Linked DNA regions of Arachis hypogaea: region 1 is linked to region 2. The links are chromatin contacts, called in public Hi-C maps. All regions are on one chromosome and are shown on one strand. Each heading gives the region's core, a stretch centred on a gene start, on an enhancer-like site or on the middle of the called end of the contact. The rest is flanking DNA. Distances are from core to core; before and after follow the strand shown.

Region 1 (5,266 bases), core at 2,704-5,203, 99 kb after region 2:
GAGTCAAGAATGTGACGGGGTTTGCATTCATCTCGTCCATTTTGTTGAGAAGTAACAAGACAAGAAAACTCAGACAAAGTACTCTGTTCTGCAAGAAAGGTTAAAAGTTTGGAATCACTGTATTCCAGAGCATTATAGCATCGAAAAACTTTAATGACCTTAGAAAACTGAGTTTTAATCATAGTAGTGAAGTTAATATAAATCTGAGGTAACTCATGGTGATTAATTATCAAATAAACTCAAGTAAAGCGTGAATAATCATCAATAAAAATGACAATTATCGAGCTCCTCCCATAGAAGCGGTGGGATCAGGGCCCCAAACATCAGAGTGAATGAAATCAAAAGGAGAGCAAGCAAGAGAGAAATTATTGTGAAAAGATAAAGCAGATTGTTTGGCAGTTTGACAAGAAATGCAATCAAAAGATTCATTAGGAACCTGACCCAAAACACCGTGAGACACAAGAGGACGCAATTTTCCTAAGGAGTTGTTGGCAAGACGTTGATGCCATAAGTGAAGGATAGATGGAGAAGAAGCAGCATAGAGATTTGGTACAGGATGAATATGAAGATTCTCGACTTCAAACAACCTTCCGACCTTACCTCCAGTTCCGATGATTTGTCCTGTCCAGTGATCCTGTACACGACAACCAGAAATGAAAAAAGTGACATCAAAACACAGATCAACAAGTCGACCAACAGAAATAAGATTAAAGTTTAATTTGGGAATATAATAAGTATCAAGAAGATTAAGAGTCAATTGGGAGATAGAATCTTTGTGTGTTGCGTGCAAGAGGGAACCGTTAGCAGTATTTACAGAAGGTGCATTTTTAGTGGTAGACAGAGACGAGAAAAGATTACGCAATGAAGACATATGATTAAAGTAACATGAGTCAAAATACCATTTAGAATTACCTAGAGGAGTAAAAAAACAACAGGGGTATTACCAGAAAGGGAGAGAAGATGGTGAAGAAGAGACACAATATTAGATAGAGAGACAGGAGACGGGTTGAGAGGAGCAGAGGTGGTAGATTTAATAGTAGCAACAACAGCAGAAGCATGCACAATCTTGGAGAAGTTGGGACGAGAATGATACTTGAGTTGATCAGGACGTGGTGGACGAGTAGGACAGGTAGTAATCAAATGTCCTGAAAGCTTGCAATTATGGCAGAACAGCTGTGAACATTGGTAGCTAATGTGACCTTTTTGGTGGCATGTGCGACATTTAACAGAAGAACAGTTGGAGAAGAGGAGTCTGGAATGGTTACAGTTTCGACAGAATTTACCCTTTCTGTCTATGACAGCAAAAATATCTGACTTTTTCATGATAGTAGTCACAAAGATCAAAGAGATGAGAGAAAAATAAAATTTTGGAGTAGAAAATGAGAAATCAGAGTGCAAAATTAGAAAGAGCTCACCAAAAAACCTTAGTGAGGGTCCCACATCAGCTTGGGCGCGGGTCAACCAGCGGATTGGGCCGAGTCACGCGCGGGTTACTGGGAAGCTTGGCGCCACAACACATGGAGGCTTCTGGACTGTTCGATCGACACCAAGATCCAACGGATCCTGAAGCGTTTGGAGATGAAACAACGGAGGCGGGCAGCAAGGTTGCGGCGGCGCATGAGGGTGCGTCCGGCAGCGTCAGGCAGCGTCAGGCGGCAAGTCTGGCAACATTGGAATCTTGACAAAGAGACGAACACGATGGTGACAGCGGTGACGAACCAAAGCGTCAGGAAAAGACCAAAAAACAGAGAAAAGAAGCACTGTCGAAAGAGAAAAATAAGGGGACTATGAACGAATTTTCATGAAAAAAAATAACTTAAGCTCTTGATACCATATTAGAAACAAGAAAAAGATATGAAGAAAGTGTTTTTGTGTATTATTCAGGTTGTGGAAAAGTACAATGTACAAACAGTATATATAGTTGCTAGAAGAATTAGAGTAATAAAAAATTAAAAATATACAATCCTACAATTAATATACATATATGGTATATAAAAATAAATGATACTAATTGTTCTAATAGTTTCAATTTGGGTAAGGGTATTGTTTGACCGTTTTGTCTTCAATTTTTTTTATTTATTTATTTATTCTAAGATTTCTGATGGCAGGTTACGTTTGAGGGCAGATATTGAGGTTGGGTCCACATGATTAAATTCAAGTGGTGTGGAAATAGATATTATTACAGTGATAAAATTTAAGATGAGAATAAAAGAAGAGTCAAAGTTTGGGGAGAGTGTTGAGTTGATTTGTTGTTTGAGGAGGCTAGAACACATGTACAAATATGTATAAAGAGAAGGTGGGTGTGATGTAGAAAAGAAAGAAGAGAAATTGTCAAATGGTGACGGTGAAGGATTAGAGATTGGGGTAGATTAAAATTAGATGATAGTTAAAATTTGAATCAGGTAGGATAGATAATTTGAAATTTTTGAATAATTTCTTAGAATTTATGTGGTTTTGTCGACTTGAGTTTATTTTCATAAATACATTAGTTTTATTTTTAAGTAAAGTATTAAAATTGACTATGAAATATTGTAATACTGACAATTTAACCATAAAAAAATAAAACTAATTAATTTGTAACTATGAAAGATAAAGTTTCATAGATAAAACTATCCAAATTCTAAAATCTATCAAAAAATTTTAAATTATCCTTCTACTCTAAATCTAATCACCCTCAAACTCTAATCCTATCTCATCTCCATTCTCTAATCGAGAAACAGGGAGCTGTCCGTTTTGTTTGCTTCCCTGGCTTTGCAACTCACTTCTTGTTGTTCCCCTTGCTCTCATAAATTCATTGGAACTAAAAACACATACAATTTCAGTCTTAATCTCTTTTTTTTCTGTTTTAAGATTATTTATCCTTTCAAATTTCTTGTGTCTATTCTTAACATAACACTTGTGAAACACAAACAAAATAACTGCAGCAAAAAACACAGTAATAATAGATATACTTACAATCCAACCAAGCGAAAGCAAAGTACTACATAAAGAAACGTTCTTCAAATTAGACATTGTGGTCAGCACAACAAGTATAAAACCGATTAACTAGTTATCGCAAAGCTACATATCGAATAAATCAATGCAGTTTGACAAATCCAGAATAAGACTGGTAAACTGATTCTTCTGAAGCTAGACCTGCTTTAAGTGTGTCATTGACGCGAGTACATCGATGGTGTTGGTAAACCCATCACTATCATTCTGGTCACTAAGCTAAGGGAGAAGGCATTGGCAGAGTGGCAGAGGCGGGTAAGTTTGAGGAGGAGAGAGAAGGGAAAGTGGTGATGGAGAGAGAAAAGTTAAGGATGGATTTTGGGTGAAAGAGGAAGGATCTTAGGTTTTGGATTGAAGAGAATGAAGCTGTAATAGTAATGTAAAGTGAACCTTAGAGATAAAGTAGAATTAGAGTTTGAGAGAGTTAGAGTAGCAGAAGAATAATTTAAATTTTTTTAATATATTTTTAAAATTTTAATAATTTTGTTAATAAAATCTCATTTTTTATAATTATAAGTTTTAATTCTTTTATAGTTAAATTTATTAATATTATATTTTAATTTTAGTACTTTATCCTATTTGTTTGAATAAATTTATGAATATCCAAATTGTTTATAATCACACATAATTATTTACTCTATAAATAAATATTCATTTTAAAAGATTTATATTCGATCTTTATTTGTTTAAATATTTGGTTAATACATATATTAATATATTATTTTAAAGCAAAAAGATATTAAAATAGAGAAATGTTAGGAGGTTAACAATTTTTGTAATTTGTAATCATCAAATAATCATTAATAATGAATTTAAATTTTTAATAATATAAAATTAGTGTAAAATTTCATCTAATAATTTATTTTTTTTCTGGTTATATACTAATCAAAATTTAATAAAATTGTTGTTCCTAAACTTTTCCATTAAAATATATTACGATACTCTCAAACTAATGTGAGAGTAAGAAGTCGGTTTCAAGTATTTTGTGATTAGAATTTCATCTATGATCTTTATATATTCTTTTTGGCCTATCTTCGTATCAGAAAGTATATATCTGTATCTACTCGCTGCCCCCTCTTTCCTCTTTCCTCTCTCTCTCTCTCTCTTCTGTGTTTCCTTTTAAGCTTCTTTTGTTACCATAATTTCACCATGCAACAACCTCAAGAGCTGCAGCAGCTTCCAATTGTGGGTAAGTCAAATTAAACTCTCATTTTCTCTCTTTTGGATCACTAATCAAAGCCACTTCTATTATTATGATATTTAACTTCACAAAATTTCAAGTGCATATTAAGGCATAAGGCCAGCTTCCTATACGGTTTGTTCTTTTGTGATCATTTTCATTCAAGTTTGAGCATATTCAATTTTATCAATATCAAGATTATAGCATAGGCCAGTTATAATCTCATCATCTATAATTCTACCCTTATATGCATAAACCAATTAATAATCTAATCGTGTTGCATGTTCATGAATTAAATTATTCGAAGCTTACGAGGAAGTAATTAAAATTTGGACGTTGTTGTGCTAGATGTAAACAAGAAGCCAGCAGAGTCCATATAATATAGCTAGCAAGAAAAGACACTATCCTGGAATGTAAAAATCAGTCTTTAATTATGTCATCATCACACTATATGATTTTTTTTTTTTTTGGTGTCTACACTATATATTTTGATATTATTTTCTCCCGTTTTTTAATTATTTTTTTTAAGATTTAGGTAAAAGTATTTTAAGGAAATTTATTAAAAAGATAATAATAATTTTTTTAAAATTCTTTATGTATTCAAAATATTAAAAATAATATATAAGAAAACTTTTTTTTAAATAATTCTTTTGAAATAATTTTTATTTTTACAGTGTTTATACAAGACCCTTTTTATTAATCTACTTATATAACGTATCATTCATAACTAAATTAAAAAGTATACATAAAAATGATATATCAATATAAACTGGGAGACAACAGTAATTAATAGTATTTGACTATTTGGGGTTTTAGATTTGGTGATAGAGATAGAGTTTGGAGGCGATCATACATAGTTTTTTGGTAGTAGATATTGGTGGCTTTTTAATTTCAATATGGTACCGGAACTTCTAACAGACGCCGTTATGGGGGAGGGAGGGGAATGACGAGAGTGTGGTGTCAGTGACCACCCAACTCGCACCGTGCGAGTTCCACTAAGCAAATCTCACCGTGCGAGTTCCGTCCAGCAAATCTGACCGTGCGATTGCCACCACCGAAGACACGTGTCGCGTAGCAGGAGCCACCCCAATTCGG
Region 2 (4,946 bases), core at 620-3,119:
CAGCGGTTACAAAATGGTCGGAAATAAATTTAAAACTATTGAATATTAGATAGCGGCAGTTTTAAACCGCTGCAAAATAAATTTAAAAGATACAATGGTTAACAAATAGCAGCGGTTCAAAACCGCCGAAAAATACCGTCAAATTCAATATTGGCCAAGCTAAATCAACCGACGCTATTTGAGGGATTTCGCTGCGGTTGTGTCAATGGTTTAGTGAAACAGCCACAAAATCAAATCTCCACGCTCCATTCTGCAACGTTTCTCGAAGTGCTAGTAACTCGTTTTGCGGCGATTTAAAACTGCCGCTAATTTCTATTAAAATCGCTGCTAAATCCCGTTTTTCTTGTAGTACATAACAAAATTTCCTGGTATAACATTGTACCATGGAACATTAATTTTTCAGTTTTCATCACCGTTGAGATTCATATTAAATAATTTATATGATCTAGATTGAGTTGGCAAAGATGGTTGTGGGTATGCAATTTAAAAAGTTTTCAACCCCTTTCTTTTCCAAACTATGTTTTAGAGTAAGCTGAGGTATGCTGTGTTTGATATCAATTTTTTATTGGCCCTTTCATATGTTAGAACTAACAAACAAGCTCATATGCAACTCGTATAAGAATAAGAAAATTATTTAGTAATTTAGACAATTAATCAGTAGTTATCAGTTTTCATAAATCATTTAACGATCTTTAGTTATAATAAAAAAGATATATTGTTAAGTCTCAAAAAGTATATACTGATATCCTTTGTTTCTGCAATAATTAACCCTACAATTAAAAATAACTTTATATATATATATATATATATATATATATATATATATATATATATATGACCAAACCGGATAACAAATTTTAGGCTAAGAAATTTCGGTTTAATTAACAAGTATTTCATGTTTATTATATGCATCTAGAAATTTGATGCTACAACAACATAAAAATGATAGTAGTAATAGATTAAAAATTATTTCTGACCATTCTATTTATTTGGATCTAAAAAATAATTTACAATCTTAGAAAACATAAAAGATTTATTTATTGATGGCATCTTATTTAACATTATTTGATTTCTGATACGCATACAAGTTAAAGCAAGTAGTTATATATATATTGGAAGATAAATTATACAATGACAATTTTCTCGTTGAAAAAATAAAAGAAAATGAAGACAACAAAATTTGTTTTGAGATTATTGCTAAGTATATATCATACCTTTTTATTAGTTATCATGGTTTTGACAGATCGAATCGATCAGTTTAACCGGATTAATTAGAAATTTGTTATCAGACTGATTAAATTCAAGCAAAAATTAGTTGGCAATAATTCGGCCAAAGAATTAAAAAAACTAATGCAGTTTTTAAACGGTTAATCTATTTAAAATAATAAGATATAAAATTATTTTGTTCTAAAAATATTATATATTTTATACATAAAAATATTATTTTATTATATTCGGTTCAATTTTGATTGAATCTCGGTTGAATTTTTAAAATTTTAAACTTCTAACTTTACCGATTCAATTGTTGATTCGGTTTTCAAAACCATGCTAATTAAGTTAAGAACTAATTCGTCGCAGATTTGAGTTTCATTTAAGAATTTGTCACTAAACCAATAAGTTGCACGAGATGAAATTCGTACCTCTAATATTTGTTTAAACGAAAGAGTAAGTTGTCAGCCAACCCAAATTGGTTAGCTAGTCTATGATCTTAATTATCTTATTTTTGGACTTCAATTGGAATGGTATAGATTTCATGCAAAAACAAAAATACCATGACTACAGAACCTGTTGTGGACCAATGCAAAGAGGCCTATATCGACTTCCTGTACAAAAGCACCAAATATTAAAAAAAAAATGAGAAAGCCAGCACACAACTGAGGCACCCATCAAAACTGTATTGGGTTAAAAACCTATGTTAAGTGTGCCTGAGTGCAGTATAAGCCCAATTGAAAAGCTCGGACAAATGGAAAACAGAGAGACAGAACATGTCAAGACCAAAAACCAAAAAAAAAAAAAGGAAAAAGAGAAAGAACATGTCCAAGAAAAATACATAAAAAAAAAGGAAAAATCCAGCACATGAGCTGCTAGTTTGGTGAATGATGTATCTGCCTTAAAGCAAGTGCATTTTACTTACCATCGGAAGAAATAAGTGCATCTTTAATTTTCCTTTGATATTTTTAAGTGTATCTTTTTTTATTATACACACTCTGAATTAAAAAAAACAAATAAAATAATACCAAAAGTTTATTGTCAAATGTATTTGTTCATTATACCCTATTTAAATAAAAAGTAAAGTACTAAAATAATATCTGAAAATTTATATCATTGATCAAAATCAATTTTAAAGATATGAACGGTAAATAATTTTTTAAAAAATTTAAAAATGTGATAAAATAATTAAAAAATGTTATATTATTTTATAAAAGACAAATAACTTTTATATTTAACAAATAACTTATGTATTTAATTCGATTTTTGTGAAAATATTTAGATTATTATTTAGAATGTGCAAACAAAATATCAAAATAAAAGTTAATCTATAGAAAAATTTTTCATTTTTTAAATTTTAGTCATTCACAATAAAAAAATAAAAAATTTATTTAGTATAAAATCACTAAATTTAAGGGATGAAAATATCTTATTTTTTAATAATGCTTAAAAAAATTGTATTAAAATTTGATTTCTAAACTCTTTCAAAAATATATATTTAATAACTAATTATTATGTCATATTTTTAAATTTTTTAAAAATTTCTTTGTTGTTAATATTTTTTTGTTATTTTCGTCATTGATTTTGACAGTTTACCCTTAGATAATTAAAAAAAATAAACCACCGAAAATGACCTTAAATTATCAAATTGCTAACAAAAATATCTGTGAAATTTGATAACACGAAAATACCATTAAAATATTTTAAAACATAACAAGAGTACTCAACCTTTAACTATATATATATTCATAAAGAGGGTTTTAGATATCAGTTTTTAAGGCGATTTTTTACAATAATGATTAAAAATAGGATATTTTTATTTATAAAATTTAATTATTTTTCAATAAGTAGATATATTTTAGCGATTTTTTTAAATGACAAAAAATATTTTGAAGAAATGAAAAAAATGAAGAGATCAAATTTTGGTTTATTTTTTACATGCACATTCTAAATAAATTTTTCAAATATTCTTATAAAATCTTAAATTAAATATATAAATAATTTGTCAAATACAAAAAAAATTGTTATTTATAAAAAATTATTTTTTTCATAACTTTATTGTTGTATATATTTTAAAAATATTTTTATTGTAAATACATTTAGAAAATAATTTTTTTCAATGATTTAATAATTAGATGACATTTTTTGTGGTTTACAACTTTACATATAAAAATACTATATAATAAAAAATCATACTTAATAACAGCATCAATGCAGTAAAATAATTATGAACATTCATTTTTATAATTGTTCGTTGTATGCTATAAACAACTTTGTGCTGAGGCATTCAAGCTATGAAAATAATTATTTTTTAATTTTTTATTAGAATTAGCTAACAAATATTTTTTAAGGTACTTAATAAAAATATTAAATAAAATTTCCTTTTTATTTAGAATATTGTTAACAAACTTTTTTAAATTTTTTCTTGTAACATAATTATTTATTGAAATGTGTGCCTGTTGACAAGCGAAGTCACAACTCCCAAAGCTGCATACAAAAATGAAATTTCCGTTCCCCCACAGGCTTTTCTTTACACATGCTCTCTAATCAAAATATTCGTGCTCTTCTCTTTAAAGAGAGATTTCATTCAAAGAAATAATTAAATAAAAGAGAAAAAGTCTTAAGGTATAGAGGGTGAAAAATATCTATACCTATGGACATTAGGTGTTCTTCTTAGTAGATTGACATGTGGTGCTGGAAGGATATGAAAGTTTTAGAAAATGCAGATACCAAGAGGACAAAACAGGTGGTCACATGCACTGGAAATAAATTCTTTTAATTTTTTTTTAATAATTAAAAGAATAAAGTATAATTTTTTATTGTTAATTTTGTAAGTGAAACTAAAAGTAAATATAAAAAAATAATAAAAGATCAGAGATCATATTTTATATTTTTTAATTTTTTTTAATAATTAAAAGGATCCATTTTCGACATTACATGAAAGCAGTTTTGTTTGTCTGACTTTTGATAGAGATTAATGACTAAGTTAAGTTGTTAATGATATCAATTTTTTTCTTCTTTGGGCCAGGAAATTAATTCAAATGATGGGGTAATTAAAACTATTTTTATGAATTGGGCCAGTAATTGCCATGTTGATTTCCCTCTATTACTGCTTTTTTATTCATGAATGTGTATTTGTTTTGTGGGAAAAAAATTGAAGTAAATTATTAAAATTGTCCAAAAATTGAAGTAAATTATTAAAATTGTCCCCAAATATGTTAATAAAAATATCTTTTACTCAATAACAATAAAAATATCATCAAAATATTTTAAAATGCGATAAAGATATTAAATATCAAATATATATTTTTGAAAAAAATTTTAGATATTAAATTTTGATGTAGTTTTTTCAAACCGTTTAAAAAATAAGGTATTTTTAATTTTTATTTTTAAAATTTAGTGATATTATGTTAAGTAGATTTTTTTTGCAATTTATTTTGTTAATGACCAAGAAAAAATGAAAGAAAATTCTAGAGATTGATCTTTTATCTTTTTTTCGATATTTTTTAATATTTATTTAAATATTGTCACTAAATTTTGGATCAAATATATAAGTAATTTGTCAAAATAAAAAAATTGTTGCCATTTATAAAAAATAATATTTTTTTATTATTTTTTGTCACATTTTATAATATTTTGATGATATTTTTGTCATAAAAAGTGAAAGATATTTTTATCAACGTCTTAAAAAATTGAAAACAGTTTTAGTGATTTACCAAAACGTTATATTAAATTGT

Evidence for each region. A called contact is a pair of places that touch in the nucleus more often than the background predicts.
Region 1: a contact with region 2 is called in a Hi-C map of an unstated tissue, with 4 times the contacts expected there. The contact joins the promoter of LOC112696971 here to the enhancer-like site in region 2. A contact is called at or near these places in 3 of 8 Hi-C or Micro-C datasets (leaf and an unstated tissue).

The regions. Positions count from the first base shown.
Region 1 is chr6:93,435,802-93,441,067 of arahy.Tifrunner.gnm2.J5K5, forward strand. It overlaps LOC112696971 (purine permease 21), which reads left to right and starts at 3,954. Exons shown (of 5, transcript XM_029287619.2): 1 at 3,954-4,180.
Region 2 is chr6:93,338,727-93,343,672 of arahy.Tifrunner.gnm2.J5K5, forward strand. No RefSeq gene overlaps it. Among protein-coding and RNA genes, the nearest start is that of LOC112696970, 14 kb to the left of the region's middle. Within about 2 kb of position 1,870, at least 3 of the 3 cell types and tissues checked have open chromatin away from gene starts, as enhancers often do.